Linked DNA regions of Zea mays: regions 2 and 3 are each linked to region 1. The links are chromatin contacts, called in public Hi-C maps. All regions are on one chromosome and are shown on one strand. The core of a region is the stretch at or near the end of the contact, and the rest is flanking DNA. Distances in the headings are between cores, read along the strand shown. Region 1 holds the start of LOC100273699. Region 2 holds the start of LOC100277770. Region 3 holds the start of LOC100272353.

Region 1 (5,018 bases), core at 19-2,518:
TGCGAGACTCGTTGATGTTCTGTGTGTGTATACATGAGCATGTAGCCCGAGGCTCTTTTTTTTGCCCGACTGGGTTCGTGCCTGGGCCGGACCGCCACAATAAACGAGGCCATGCTTGGGCTATCCATAGTGCTTGCTGCGCGACCCGGCCCGCCAGAAAACAGCAGGCACGGGGCCGCCTCGGTGTCGGGGTGCAGGGCATAAGGCACACACGACATCCCCCTTCCCCTCGTCTCATCCCAGTGTCCCACTCCCACACGGCTTCTCCTGCTCCTCTCCCCACTCGATTCGTTTGTTCGTGGTCTGCCCGTCGCGCCGTCTTTGCCTCGCTGTTGTTGTCGCCACCATCGAAATTTCATCACCGGCGACATCGGCGGGTCTCCTACACTCCTTTTGTGCGGCTTGCCCCTCTCTGGCTCTCCCTCGGTCCCTCCCTAATCCAGAAATCCCTAACCCAAATCTCGTCGTCGTCGGTTATCGGCTCGTCAAGCGTCGTTGTGCACTAGATCCTTGTCTCCGGCTTTGAGCTCCGGCTAGGCAGGTACGTCCCTCTTCGGCTCTCCCTCTCCAATCGGCAATCCCTAACCCTAATCTCCTCTTCGCTGCTTGCTTGTGGGCTTTGGTAGGTCATCGGCCGACTACGTCGTGGTCGTGCTAGTGCCGCCAAGGCCGTTGAGGTACGGAGCCGAGAAGGGGGGCTACGTCGTGAATTCTGATCTAATTTGATATCACCCTTTGGCTTGTAATAAATTTGAACATTTGAATTATAAACTGAGTTGGTCGTACTTTTTTCCTTTCTAGGGTTTCTCACGAGGTATGAGTTTTACCTATAAAGGTTTTTAACGAGACAACATTGCATTAACAACTCAAATTTTGTGTATATTTTGTTCAAATTGTGTTGGATGTTGAAATTGTGCATGTTTTTGTTCAAATTGTGTTTTCGTGCTAGCTCGACACTCTATTTGGCTAGGGCTTTTCGGGCTGGCTTGACCCGAAAAAATGGTTCAAAGGGATGTGCCCACGCATGATTGTGCATGCTTGGCCCGATAGACCCGTGGGCCTGGTCATGTCGTGCCTTGGCATGAGCCCAGGTCGTATCGTGCCGAGCATGACTAGTTTGCTCATCTATAGTTTTGTGTCATTGCGGCCTTGAGCCCATAAGCTATTCGGCCCATTAGCTTAGCCCAGCCGAGACGCCGCGCGCGGCACAGCCCTCCTCCGGTACTCGGTCAGTCGGTCCTCCACACTCCTCACCAGTCACCACCAGACCAAATCGCAGCCGCGCTCGAGCTAAGCCCCGCCGCCGACGCCGTCATCTGCGCCCCAGAACCCCGTATTTCCCTCCGCCGCCTTCCGATCTCTCGCTCCTCCCCATGTCGGAGAAAAAGCGCCGCGCCGGTGCGAGCGCGGCCGGCGCCGCATCCAGCTCCAAGAAGCCGCGTGCTTCCTCGGCCGCGTCGTACGCCGAGTCCCTCCGCTCGAAGCTCCGCCCCGACGCCTCCATCCTGGCCACCCTCCGCTCCCTCGCTTCTGCCTCCGCTTCCAAATCCAAGGCCGCCGCCAGGTCCCTCGCGGACCACGACCCGTGCGCGGACCCCGCCTCCTCGTACATCGTGGTGGCCGACCAGGACTCCACCTCCGTCACCTCCCGCATCAACCGCCTCGTCCTTGCCGCCGCGCGCAGCATCCTCTCCGGCCGGGGCTTCTCCTTCGCGGTGCCCTCGCGCGCCGCCTCCAACCAGGTCTACCTCCCGGACCTCGACCGCATCGTGCTCGTCCGCCGCGAGTCCGCGCGCCCCTTCGCCAACGTCGCCACCGCGCGCAAGGCCACCATCACGGCGCGAGTCCTCTCCCTCGTCCACGCCGTCCTCGGCAGGGGCATCCACGTCACCAAGCGTGACCTCTTCTACACCGACGTCAAGCTCTTCGGCGACCAGACCCAGTCTGACGCCGTCCTCGACGACGTCTCCTGCATGCTCGGATGCACCAGGTCCTCGCTCCACGTCGTCGCCTCCGAGAAGGGCGTCGTCGTCGGCCGCCTCGTCTTCGCCGACGACGGGGACCGGATCGACTGCACGCGCATGGGCGTCGGCGGCAAGGCCATTCCGCCCAACGTCGACAGGGTCTCGGGCATCGAGAGCGACGCGCTCTTCATCCTCCTGGTGGAGAAGGACGCTGCATTCATGCGACTCGCCGAGGACAGGTTCTACAACCGCTTCCCCTGCATCATTCTGACGGCCAAGGGGCAGCCAGATGTCGCCACCCGGCTGTTCCTGCGGAGGCTCAAGGTTGAGCTGAAGCTGCCAGTGCTCGCGCTGGTGGATTCCGATCCATACGGGCTCAAGATCTTGTCGGTGTACATGTGTGGTTCCAAGAACATGTCGTATGACAGTGCCAATCTGACGACGCCGGACATCAAGTGGCTCGGTGTCCGGCCGAGCGACCTGGACAAGTACAGAGTGCCGGAGCAGTGCCGTCTCCCCATGACCGATCACGATATCAAGGTGGGGAAAGAGCTGCTCGAGGAGGACTTCGTGAAGCAGAATGAGGGCTGGGTGAAGGAGCTGGAGACGATGCTTCGCACCAAGCAAAAGGCTGAGATACAGGCCCTCAGTTCCTTCGGGTTCCAGTACCTCACTGAGGTCTACCTGCCTCTTAAGTTGCAGGAGCAGGATTGGATTTGAGAACTCTCCAATGCTAGGTACGAGATCTTTGGTCTTGTTCGCGTCACTTTGTTCATTGCTGCCCACGCTCGGCTTGATATGGTTATTAGTGCATTTCACCAAGTACACAGCACAACACAACACTTAGGCACCTTTCCTCATGAGTGAATTAGCAACACAGAGATCCAGATTGTTCAGTCAAATGTATCAGTTAACCAAGACTGTCATTATACCTGATATTGTGTTTGTACATGCAGATATCAGTAATTTCCCTAGCCAAGATAATGCCCTCCTCCGCTCAGTATTTTCAAGGACCAAATTGGCATGAATGAAGACTTCGCTATCTAGTTAATCACATGTATTTTTGAACACCAGCTGTTGTATTATTTATTTCTGCTGGAGAACTGTTCTGTGGAAAACATTGCTGCCAGATATGTGCTGGAATTTGATACATAACACAGGTGATTTAAATTGGTTCGGCCTCTTATCTGGTCGAACTTTGGTTGTTCTGTGTCCTATATTTCTGTAGGGCTTATTAGTTCCGTGTTTGACATGGAAATGGGATAACCCGGATTGAATGAAAATGTACTGGAAATTGATATATAGCAGTATGAAAATCCATGCATGATGTCTTTAGAAACATGACAATTAAATTCAATTACCCTGTTTTCATATGTACACCCAATCCTAGAATAACTGTACCAATTTATTGTATAGTAAATGGACCAAAAGGCTATTGTAAGAAAATGTCACACTGCAATCCTTGCGGCTTTCTTCTTCAACCAATGGTTCAGTGAGTTAATAGGGATTTTTATCATTCCCTGTGGTCTCCTAGTGAATTCTTTGGATATTTGCTCTAAATTACCTCTAGATTTTGTTGGTGCTTTGGATTTTGATGAAACAGGAGGGCGGCTTCCAGGTTCAATCAAAACTAATTTCAACTTCAGCTCTTGCCTGCACGACATCAACTGCACTAGTTTCAGTAATTATTGCCTGCACGATGTCAACTGCAGTAGTTTCAGCTTCAGCTCTTGATGTCTTCTCATGATCCGTGATGATAATACGAAGTGGCAGCTCAACATGACCTAGGAGGTATTGCTCTTTGATCTTCCGAAGAACAGATAGAACAATTCGAGCTTCAACCTGCAGAATACATGGTATTATGGATTACGGTAAGCACAAAAAACATAGTGATGGTTTCTGTAAATATCGCTATTCAAAATCAGTCATTATGTTCATGTAGCAGATCATCTGCATATCATATAGCTTGAATTAGTTGGATGTCATTTATTACCTTTTGGAAGGCCACAAACATCGACAATTTGGTTCTGATCAGCATCTTTTTGCAAGACTTACGACTTTCTCAAGAAACAGGTTGAAAGATTCTTTCCTGTTAGGTTGTAGATCCAAATTGTAAAAATCTTGATTATCACTGCCATTAGACAACTCGTCACGCAATTCCACTATTAAAATTCCTTGAGATAATGATCATTTGTCTGATACCTGGAGTGGGAAATCTTTTAAAATTCAAAAACAAAGGGAAATCCTAGTCATTCTCACAATGTCAGTCTATCAGAAAATAGGCTGTCAGTATGTTTCCTACAATGGAACAGTGGAATTAGAAGCGGTAGATACCTCATGAGATAACAACTAAAGCTTCAGTGGATTACATGCTCTGGTGATACCTGTCTGTTGTCAAAATAATTGTAGTCTGAAGCACTTCTAGTTTTCCATTATCTATGGTGTATTCCATGAATTTTACATTGGGACATTTGTATCAGATAAACACTTGTTTATTTAATACAATCACGAGTTACTGCAAAGCAGCAATCTTATAATATGGAACGAGTAGAGCTGTTGAGTCAAAAGCACTTGTTCTGACTTAAAAGGTATAAAAGAAACAATTCTTCTAGCCACATACCCTTCTTTCCTCATTTCCTGGTATATTGTGCTAAACACTGCTGGGCCTCCTGTGGGGATCCATAATTGTTGCTTGTACGTCACCTGAAAATGAACTATTGTGTCATATGCTATTTTTTTTACTCGAACGTGCAGGAAAGACGGTCCAACAATATGCAGAACAGAGCAATTTATATAGATCGAATTTTTGCAGGTTGTATAGAGCAAACCGTTTGACCATGCCAAGTATCATATCATACCGTTTGTTGAGCCCAAAAACGGGCAGGCCGACGGTCCGGCCCTATAGGTCGGACCATCCGCGGTGACGGCGCGACCAGTCCGTGTGTGCAAAGAATTAGTTAGGGTTTCGATATTCTAGCGGAATTTGTTGGCAAAACATACGAGATTAACTTGGAAACCGACTTGTAAAAGATTTAGAACTCCTTCCTTTATATA
Region 2 (4,881 bases), core at 775-3,274, 170 kb after region 1:
AGCACTACACTTTTTTTTGCTAAAGTGTAGCTACTAAAGAAACAAACAGGGTGGCTAAAAGTGTTGTGGTGAAGTTTAGCACCTATTAGCACTTGAGCTCCACTAAAGATGCAAAACTATGCTAAATGTGGTCCCAACCCTATTTTACATTGAATACCCTTTTCTCTCCCCAACCATTGGTCGTGTGCTTCTACTGGACCTCAAGTGCTAAACTTTAGCACATGCTAAATTTTGGCATGTGTTAGGGCATGTTTGTTTCTCTAGTGCTAAAATCTTGCTCAACTTTAGCACTTAAGGGCTATTTGAATAAAGTGCTAAACTTTAGCACTTGTGTTCCACGTGGAGCACGCGACCAATGGCGAGAGAGAGAGAGAAAAAGTGGTATTCAATACAAGATGGAGTTGGGCACCACTTTTAGCATAGTTAAGCATATTTGTTAGAGCTAAAGTGCTTTACAGGTGCTAAACTTTAGCACACCACTTGTAGTCACCATCTTTGTTTCTTTAGTAGTTAAATTTTAGCAAAAAGTGAAATGCTAAAGTTTAGCAGTGGGAAACAAATGGACCCTTAAACTTTAGCATTAAGGGCTAGTTTGGGAGCACAATTTTTCCAAGGGATTTATATTTTCTCAAGGAAAAAATAGTTAATTTCCATTAGGAAAATAAAAATCCTTTAGAAAAATGGAGTTCCCAAACTAGTCCTAAGAAAAGAAAAAAACCCTTAAGGCCTGTTTGTTTCGTTGGAATTAAATTTCATTTTAATAATAATAATTTAGACAAAACTAATTAAGTTCATATATATATATAATAATGTTTGTATATTATCCTAAATCATATGAGACAGATAGTTATATACTACATTTATATTATAGCGAAGTAAGTAGAAGAGTGTGCTATAAGTTGTACATCGGAAAAATAGCATGTAAATCTATATAATCAATTTCTATTTCCCACCCCATGAATTTGAGATAGACTTATATCATAACTTTGGAAAGTGATGGAATGTCACGTTCTAAAAAAATAGTCTATTCTATTAGTAAGATTCCAGTTCTTCAAAATTAGGTTGAGGAGCCAAGTAGAACGGAGTCGTTCCATCCCTGATTATAGGAACGGAGCCGCTCTGTTCTGTGTTTGGTAATCTGGAATGGAGCGGCTCTGTTTTTTGTTTGGTTGCAGAGTGAACGGAACGGGGCGTGACTGTGAGAGCGGGATGGGAACGGAGCGGCTTTGTCCGGTTGATTTTTTGGAGCGGAATGGTTCCGGATCTGAGGAGAATATTCCTTAATTGGAGCAATTCCGTTCTAGTTACTTTGTAATCAAACAGCAACAAACAAGACCTTAGTCATTTTTGCTTTACCTCCATCTAAACAGACCCTAAATATCATGTGTGTTAGACGTCTTTCCTTTGGGCTCTTTGGCATCGCAAGCATGCATTGAAGGGTTGGGCTACAGATCGATTTGGTCAATTGTTATTGCTATGCTCACACGGCTGAGCGAAGGAGCCGACAAAGCCTAAAACCAACTGGTAAGGGCATGTACAGTGGTGTTTAATGTGGAGGCTCGTAAGGTGTTTAAGGGGGTTATTTGCAAAAAAATCTTAGAGCCGTCTCTCCGTGAAGAGACGCCTCTGGCTCGTAAACCAAGTAGCAACAGACGCTTCATTTCCCATTGTACGAATTTGTCGTCTGTTCTATCGATCTGATGCTATACAAATACATTTAATTCTGTATTTATTAATAGACTACGTTTATAGACACACCATTGTACAATAGAGTCTCTTAGTTGTCTCCTGTGCTTGGAGAACTGTTTTGGTGTCTCTCCACTGTACATGCCCTAATTGTCCCCTAACCCTGTTGTGTGACGACTAGTCGTGCGTGCCCAGGCTCTCCAAATATTTCTACTACTACTGCCAATAGGCACAAAACTAATGTCAGTACCAGTAGGCTGTGTTGAGCGCGTCTGTGATTTGGCACTAGTAGTAGTAGCACTAGTATAAAGAAGCCCCCCGCCCGACCTACGCAGGCATCCCACTCGCGCCATCACCCGACGCAAAGACCACTCTCAGCCAGCCTCAAGGCGCGCGCAACGCCGCTCCTGCGCTTGCGTGGGTCGTCGGCATGGACAAGCAGGATGAGAGGAAGAAGCCCCACGGGAAAACAGACCCCAAGAGGGGCGACATCATGAAGCGGATCATAAAGGACCTCACCGGCGGCGGCAACGACGGCGGCGGCGGTGCCAGTGACGGTGGTGGTAACAGCGGCTCCGGCTCCACCCCCGCTGGCGCCGACTGACGCACATGGCGCGTGCGTACCCAGTTACGACGGCAGGGGCGAGCGGTGAGCCCCCGTGAATCCGTGATGGTTTGTGTAGTTGTTGCTTTCTCGAATCTGGTTATCTGGCAAGGCTAGCTGCCGGCTGCGTATCGTACGTTAGTGTAGGGGGCGGTCAGCGTTCGGATGGCGGGATGGGTGGTGTGCAATTTAAGACTGTGCTGTGTAACACTTGTGCTCAATAATTGTGGATGATCAAATCGATGGGGCCGCACGCCCGCACCTATTTGCGTCTCTCTCCTCTTTGCTGAATCTCTCCTCGTTGTCGTTACTATTCACGTGGTAATTATTATATTTTTTTTTTGTCTCCCCACGAACGGATTAATTCGTGCGTGTTAATTGTATCCTTGAGACTTTCACCACCTCGGATCGTGATTGCATGCATCCGTAATTCGTTCCGGGAATATATATACCTCTTTTTGTTGTTATTGCGAAACCTATTCCGGAAATAGTCATGTTTAGTGGGTGTTTGGATGTATAAGAACTAATATAGTTAACCGCTAAAATTAACCTAGACATTCAAACAGTCTAGATAATGATTCAACTATTAGCTACTTTTTAGTAAATTAACTACTAGTTAGCTAGCTAATTTAATCAGTAATTTTTAATCAGCTAACTATTAACTATAGTATATTCAAACAACTCTTAAACAGACGAATTACGTACGCACGAAAGGGCCTACACCTGTCCTGGCTCGTTGCGGGAAATTCTTCGGTCTTCACATTGAGCCAAGAACCGAATCGTGCAGTATCTATTTAGGAGAAGATAACAAACAATCTTCCGGTGTGCATCATTCTTGGCCGTTTGTTCGAGATGGCGCCGCGGCTCGGTCCATCGGCTCCTAGCAGGCACTGTACTTCTAGATGAGTACGCGCGCTCCTGGTCCTGGATTGGGCGTCAAGGCAATCTTCTAGATACATACACTCTCACACGCACACAGCGGCACGCCTGCTCGTTCCTGCCTTCCGGACAGGGCTGGGCAAAAAACCCGTAACCCGAAACCCGAATCCGGAATACCCGAACCCGAAATACCCGAAACCCGAATTTTGTTCGGGAATTTCGGGTAGCAACTTGCAAAACCCGAAATTATTTCGGGTAATTCGGGTATCACAATCGGGTACCCGAAATACCCGAATTACCCGAACTTTCATGTGTCATGTACTAATGTCATGCTTAATTATTAATTTGTACATCTATAATTATGTGTAAGTGTGTATAACTTGTGATTGTAGATTGCTTGTGTTTTATATGTCCATGTATATCATTATTCAAACTATATTTTTATACTAATTTAATAAGGTGCATGTGTTTTTATGAAGCCAACACAATAGTTCGGGTAGTTCGGGAATACCCGAACCCGAACCCGAAATTCCGGGTACCCAAATTTTCGGGTAGTGAAAAACCCATTATAATTTCGGGTATCGATTCTCAAAACCCGAAATTTTAAAAACCCGAATTACCCGACCCGAAAATTTCGGGTAACCGGAACGCCCACTTCACTTTCCGTGGACTTTGGCTTGACTAACAGGCAGCCAACCACTATCCACCGGTCTGCTCTTGCTTGACGTCACTCACCAATCATCACTAGCTTTCGTCATTGCTTGCGTCAGATCGTCCCTTGTCCATCTCCCGTCTGGCGCGTTCGCTGTTCAGGTAGATTGCATGCAATACAGGCCCAAATATGTTCCCACCGCTGTCTGGGAGGCTCTAGATGGGCCTCCAGCGGATGTCCTGTTTCTTTACTAGCCTGCAACGAATACTGGAAAAGGCCCAAAGTCAGCGGGTCGTGTTTCGATGCCAAGCTCAGCACGCACTTGGGCCCTGCTCGTCATGCCTGCCCACCTACGCTGGCAAGGTGGAAATGGAACCGGTCCGATGCATATCCATAGTACACTGTACAGGTTTTATCACTCGCGCTCGTGGCTCGTGGGGCGGTTGGAGCTTTTCGCCGATCGGCGGCGGTCGGCATCGAGCGGGCGCCGGGAAGCGCTAGCGCGCGCGAGAGCCGTCGTCGCGAATCCCGCAAAGCATGGTTCCATTCCATTCCATCCACCCTCTGCCCAAGTGGAGCTGCCGGGAAAAAGGAAAAGAAAAAAAATAAAACAATGTCCGCCGGTGCCGTCGCGCCGTGCTGCTGCGGGCCGCAGGGGCATCTGGCGTGGAAGTCGCCATCACCATCAGTTTCTCGCGAATTGTTAAGAAACCAGTTTAGGCTTCGAAGGCCCATGTGACCAATCTAGCCGAAACCCTAACTATGCACTATATATAGAGGAGGACATCACCATTTGTTGTAACCAGTGAACAGAATACATGAATGAGAATATCAGTTCCTCCTATATCTTTGTATCTTCAGTCTTTATAAGTTAAGAAGCCTTTGGACTACATTCAGTAGCAAAAGGTTCTTAACACGTTATCAGCACGAATGCTCTCTACATAAGTTCGCAAAGTAAGTAGGAAGGTTCTTAACACGTTATCAGCACGATGCCACCGCGATGAATTAATATGCACAAGTCACATGCCGGCAGGACCGCCGATGCCACCGCGAGCAGGCA
Region 3 (4,568 bases), core at 716-3,215, 190 kb after region 1:
TATTGCTATGTAGCGTAACATATAGAGTGGCCAGTGCGGACAGCATTACAAAGAGTGTAGTTTTTCTTTTAATAAAATGTACGAAGAAGTGGGAGCATCTGCGTATTGCTCCTACTAAATCGTAATAGTCAACTGTCAACACGGCACGAGAACAGAAAAGAACACGTGCGAAAAAAAACAAGCTAGGTGCAGTAGGCTCGCTGCGAGCCGCCGACTGACTGACCTGTGATCCTCTGCAGCGGGTTGAAGGTGAGCATGCGCTCGATGAGGTCCAGCGCGAGGGGCTGCACCCGGGGGAACAGGCTCGCGAACGGCCGGCGCGGGAATTGCGGGAGGTGGCGCATGTACTTCCGCGCGTCCTCGTTCCGGGTGAAGCCGAGCTCGTCGTCCGTCGGCGTTCCAATCACCTGCCAGCGCCGGCGACAACCACCAGGCGTCAGGGCACTTTGCTACTAGCTAGGGAAGGAAGGAAGGAAAGGACCCGCGTACCTCGGTTATGAGGCGCATCTGGTGCATGTGGTCGCGGCCGGGGAAGAGCGGGCGGCGGTCGATGAGCTCCATGAAGATGCAGCCGACGGACCAGACGTCGATGGCCGCCGAGTAGTCGGTGGAGTTGAGCAGCAGCTCGGGCGCGCGGTACCACCGCGTCACCACGTACTCCGTCATCATGTCGCTGTCGGAGGACGGGCGCGCCAGCCCGAAGTCGCAGATCTTGAGGTCGCAGTTGGCGCTGAGCAGCAGGTTGCTGGGCTTGAGGTCGCGGTGGATCACGCCGGCGGAGTGGATGTACTTGAGCCCGCGCAGGATCTGGTACAGGAAGTACTGGCAGTGCTCCTCCGACAGCTCCTGCCCGGAGCGGATGATCTGGTGGAGGTCCGTCTCCATGAACTCCATGCCGATGTACACGTCGTTGAAAGCCCGCGGGATCGGCGGCGGGATCACGTCCCTGATGCCGATGATCTGTTCGTCGGTCGGCGTCAGCGGATGGATCCAACTGTTCAAGCCAGGAAATGTGTACGTACGCGTAATATAATCCGGCCATGTGTGCTTACGTTCTCGTGGTCGAGGTGCCGCATCAGCTTGATCTCCCGGAGCGTGCGCTTGGCGTCCATGTGGTTGTCGAAGGCGTTGGCGATCTTCTTGATGGCCACCATCTCCCTCGTCTCGAAGTTCATCACCGAGCTGCGCGCGTCCCCGCAGAAGATGATGATGATGGATATTTTCAGAATTATAATCAACCACCAGTAACAATTTCCTAAAAATGCTTTCCTAAAAGGTGAGATTCTAGAGCTCGCCAACCACTGCACTAGATACTAGCTTAAATTAACCGAACCATTAGCTAAATACTAGGTGCAGGCGTGCAGCTGCAATTCGCGCTGTCCAGGAAAAATGGACGTCCGAACAGATCAGTCCATGACCATCATCCTGCTATTCCCTATGAACTAGTAATTAATCCTGACACTTGGCAATCATCTTTTGCAGTCCGCAAGGAATCAGCCACGGCTCGAGCCTGAGCATGCAGAACGTACCAGACGATCCCGTAGGCGCCGCGGCCGATGGGCATGACGGGAGGCTGGTACTTGCGCGTGATCTCGAACAGGTTGCCGAAGATATTGTACCGGAGGAACCGGCCGCCGTGCGTCACCGTCGGCTGGAATTCGGCGACCGGCGGAGACCCGTCCATGCCTCCGGCGGAGCTCATCTTCTTCTTCCCCGGGGCCCTGGCTTAGCTTATTTATTCTCGTCGACGAGGAAGAGGAATACCGGCTCAGTCCCGAGCAGACAGGCAAATCGGGCAAAAATTGGCTCTATATATCTCTCTCCCCCGCGGCCGATTTGTCAAAAGAGGGAAGCGCTGGCGAGGGATTTTTATAAAGAATTGGGGGGGCTGAAGCCGAAGCAGGAGCAAAGCCTCGATCGCTGCCGCCGGGTGCTCTGCCCACGACCGGGCGGGGGGCCGTGTGCCTTGTGCGTGACGCACGGCACGGCCACTGGCACTGCTCCGCTACGGACGGCGCTGATGGGAGGACCTGCTCGGATCCAACGGCGGGGCAGGGAGTTTGAACGGACCAGCAAGGACGCGCACCCACCCGATCGGATAACCGGCGTCGCACGCGGTTCGGGTGATGGGTGCGGTGCGGGTGCGGACTACGGAGGATAGGGACGCTGTGCTGCGACAGTGGGCCATCGTGTCAGGGTCTCGGCGCACCGGCGAGCGGGTTGGCAATTGGCCGATAGCCTTCGAGGCGAGTAGGCGACGACGACGACGACGACGCGTTGTTTTGCTGGCGCTGGCGCTGGCGCCGGATTGGACGGCGACGGGGACGGGGAGAGGTGGCCGGTCTGCTGCGGCGTTTGTGACCGTTGGGCCAGGGCTGATGACGATACGATTTGCGTGCGTGCGTGACCGGCCGCGCCTGGCGCGGTGGTTTTTGACCGCCCACGTCGTCGTCCTCAGTGGCGACGTGTGGAAATGGAATGACGACTAGGAAATCCTGCGCGCCGACTGCTCGACTGCAGTCCATCAGCCATCAGGTTCCCATGACCCCGCGCTAAGCACACCGATGAGGTCTGAAGATGGAGCCCCAAGAATAGTGGAATCATGGTATGAATCCGCTCTATTATGATGTGTTGTTTTTTCTAACCTTATTCATCATGTCCTTGCGCTGTACCTTAGTGGCTTAGTCCACGAACTTGGTTGTCATGTCACCTGTCAGCACCCCTCATCGACGAAACGCGCCGTAAGTGCTAGTCACAGGATGAATCCATTTTATCAAGCATATTGCACGAAATATAGGTTCACCGGCGTACCCAGAGGAACCTCAGTCAGTACCCATGGAAGTCCATACTTCTACATGCTGCTATCAGAAATTATCAGAGGTCTAACTACTATCAGACCCATGATCCTAGCCCCTAGGCCCACCTTGTCAAGGAGCATGATCTCGACCCCTTGAAGCAATAACTTTGTTCTTGCCACTGCCATCCATAAGAACGCCCTAAATCCTAGGCGTCTTAGGGCTCCAAATCCTCCTTAACACCAGGGTGCTTTTAAACCTAGTTCTCTCGATCGTCTAGGATCCTCTATGGGCCCAAAAACTCCAAGGTCTTGGCCTCAAATAATCCCAATGGCCAGGCCCCCGAGCCCACCCTGGCTCTATGGTCTTTCGAGAGGATAAAACAACTCCTAAAGAAGCACAAGCAAGACTAAAGAATATTGTTGGCCACTATCATAAGGACAAGATGACCTTCAAAGGTATGGCATTGTGATCGGAATCGGCTCCTAATGGCAGCATAGTAATGGCACTTTGGAGAAGGCTATCATGCACCATGTTAAATGTGATATCCGATGTTGCAGTCTTATAGGCATACTAAAGCCACGACACTAGCATCAAACATGCTCAATGTCATTGTTCGATAAGCGTCATTGAACATGCAGTCATGTTTGAGCATGCCAGGTTAACAAGTAATATAAAGTACAGAATGCTACACCATGTATCAACTACACCATAACAGATGGTATAGACTAGTACTCGTCCAAACAACGAGATATATTTGTTTATACGACATGTACGACTTCCATTGCAGCAAGACATCATCAACATTGTGGCATTGACAAAGACATGACACTATGTATGACTCCACAACCAAAATAAGATTGGCATTGTTGGATCGCTATAGAGCGAGATTGATAGTCCTACCGACTTGTAACTCTATCTCATCCATTGGTCTATAAAATGGAGTAGAGCGACGTAAAACGGGGTTCGATTCCGAATCATCTTGTATGATCTAAAGGTGTACAATGTCTAAGGGAAGCCATAAATGTGAGGTAGAGATCATTAAGCTAAATCTTTTATCAGAACCATAAGGGAAGGAAAAACAAAGAGGCCATGATGTTCAGTGTAACTTGAGCATGTAATCTTTTTTTTTTTACCTTTTTGTTTATCAATCCATCACATACAAGGATATATATGGTACGCCACGCTCTATGGTCTGAACATCTGTATGTTGCTCCTCAGGTTTCGATATTAGAATGTATCCAGGTTGAGCACATATCTAGATTACATTTGGGTATATTCGGTATCCTAATCTCCAATATCAAAATTAATTGAATTATAATAAATAAAATTTAATAAAATAATATGTTAAATAAAAATCAGATAATAAAAATTAAAATGAATGCCCATTCCGTTTATCTATATTTTTTGGAATTATAAAATTACTGCACGAGTAGAGATTAACATATTTGTGTATATGGAAGAGACAAATTAAACCAATACAGTTATCAATTAAATATCAATTAATATTATGTTTATATAAATATTTACCATAAAGTTGTAAATTATATAAATATTTTACAAAAATAAAATTAAACTAAAGTGTTAAAATAATTTACAACAACAAATATATTAGATTCAAACTAATAACATTAATTAAATCTTTATGTATCATTAATAATTTTAAATTAACAGTAAAAGTTATTTGTTGGTATACTAGTAACTAGTTTTAATACAACATTAATAATACTATTAAATACTTGATCACATGTTGTAAAGTGAAATGTTTTAAAT

What was found. Hi-C and Micro-C count contacts between places; a contact is called where the count stands out from the background.
Region 2: a Hi-C map of leaf shows a contact between it and region 1, with 4 times the contacts expected there. The contact joins the promoter of LOC100277770 here to the promoter of LOC100273699 in region 1. A contact is called at or near these places in 2 of 25 Hi-C or Micro-C datasets (bundle sheath and leaf).
Region 3: a Hi-C map of root tip shows a contact between it and region 1, with 3 times the contacts expected there. The contact joins the promoter of LOC100272353 here to the promoter of LOC100273699 in region 1. A contact is called at or near these places in 5 of 25 Hi-C or Micro-C datasets (bundle sheath, ear, leaf and 1 more).

What each region holds. Positions count from the first base shown.
Region 1 is chr1:43,347,747-43,352,764 of Zm-B73-REFERENCE-NAM-5.0, forward strand. It overlaps LOC100273699, which reads left to right and starts at 1,269. Exons shown (of 2, transcript NM_001148111.1): 1 at 1,269-2,701; 2 at 2,921-3,336. The coding sequence starts at 1,374. The coding sequence ends at 2,684.
Region 2 is chr1:43,513,407-43,518,287 of Zm-B73-REFERENCE-NAM-5.0, forward strand. It overlaps LOC100277770, which reads left to right and starts at 2,025. Exons shown (of 1, transcript NM_001364102.1): 1 at 2,025-2,563. The coding sequence starts at 2,117. The coding sequence ends at 2,290.
Region 3 is chr1:43,532,916-43,537,483 of Zm-B73-REFERENCE-NAM-5.0, forward strand. It overlaps LOC100272353, which reads right to left and starts at 1,966. Exons shown (of 5, transcript NM_001146836.2): 1 at 1,530-1,966; 2 at 1,053-1,182; 3 at 490-960; 4 at 224-407. The coding sequence starts at 1,702.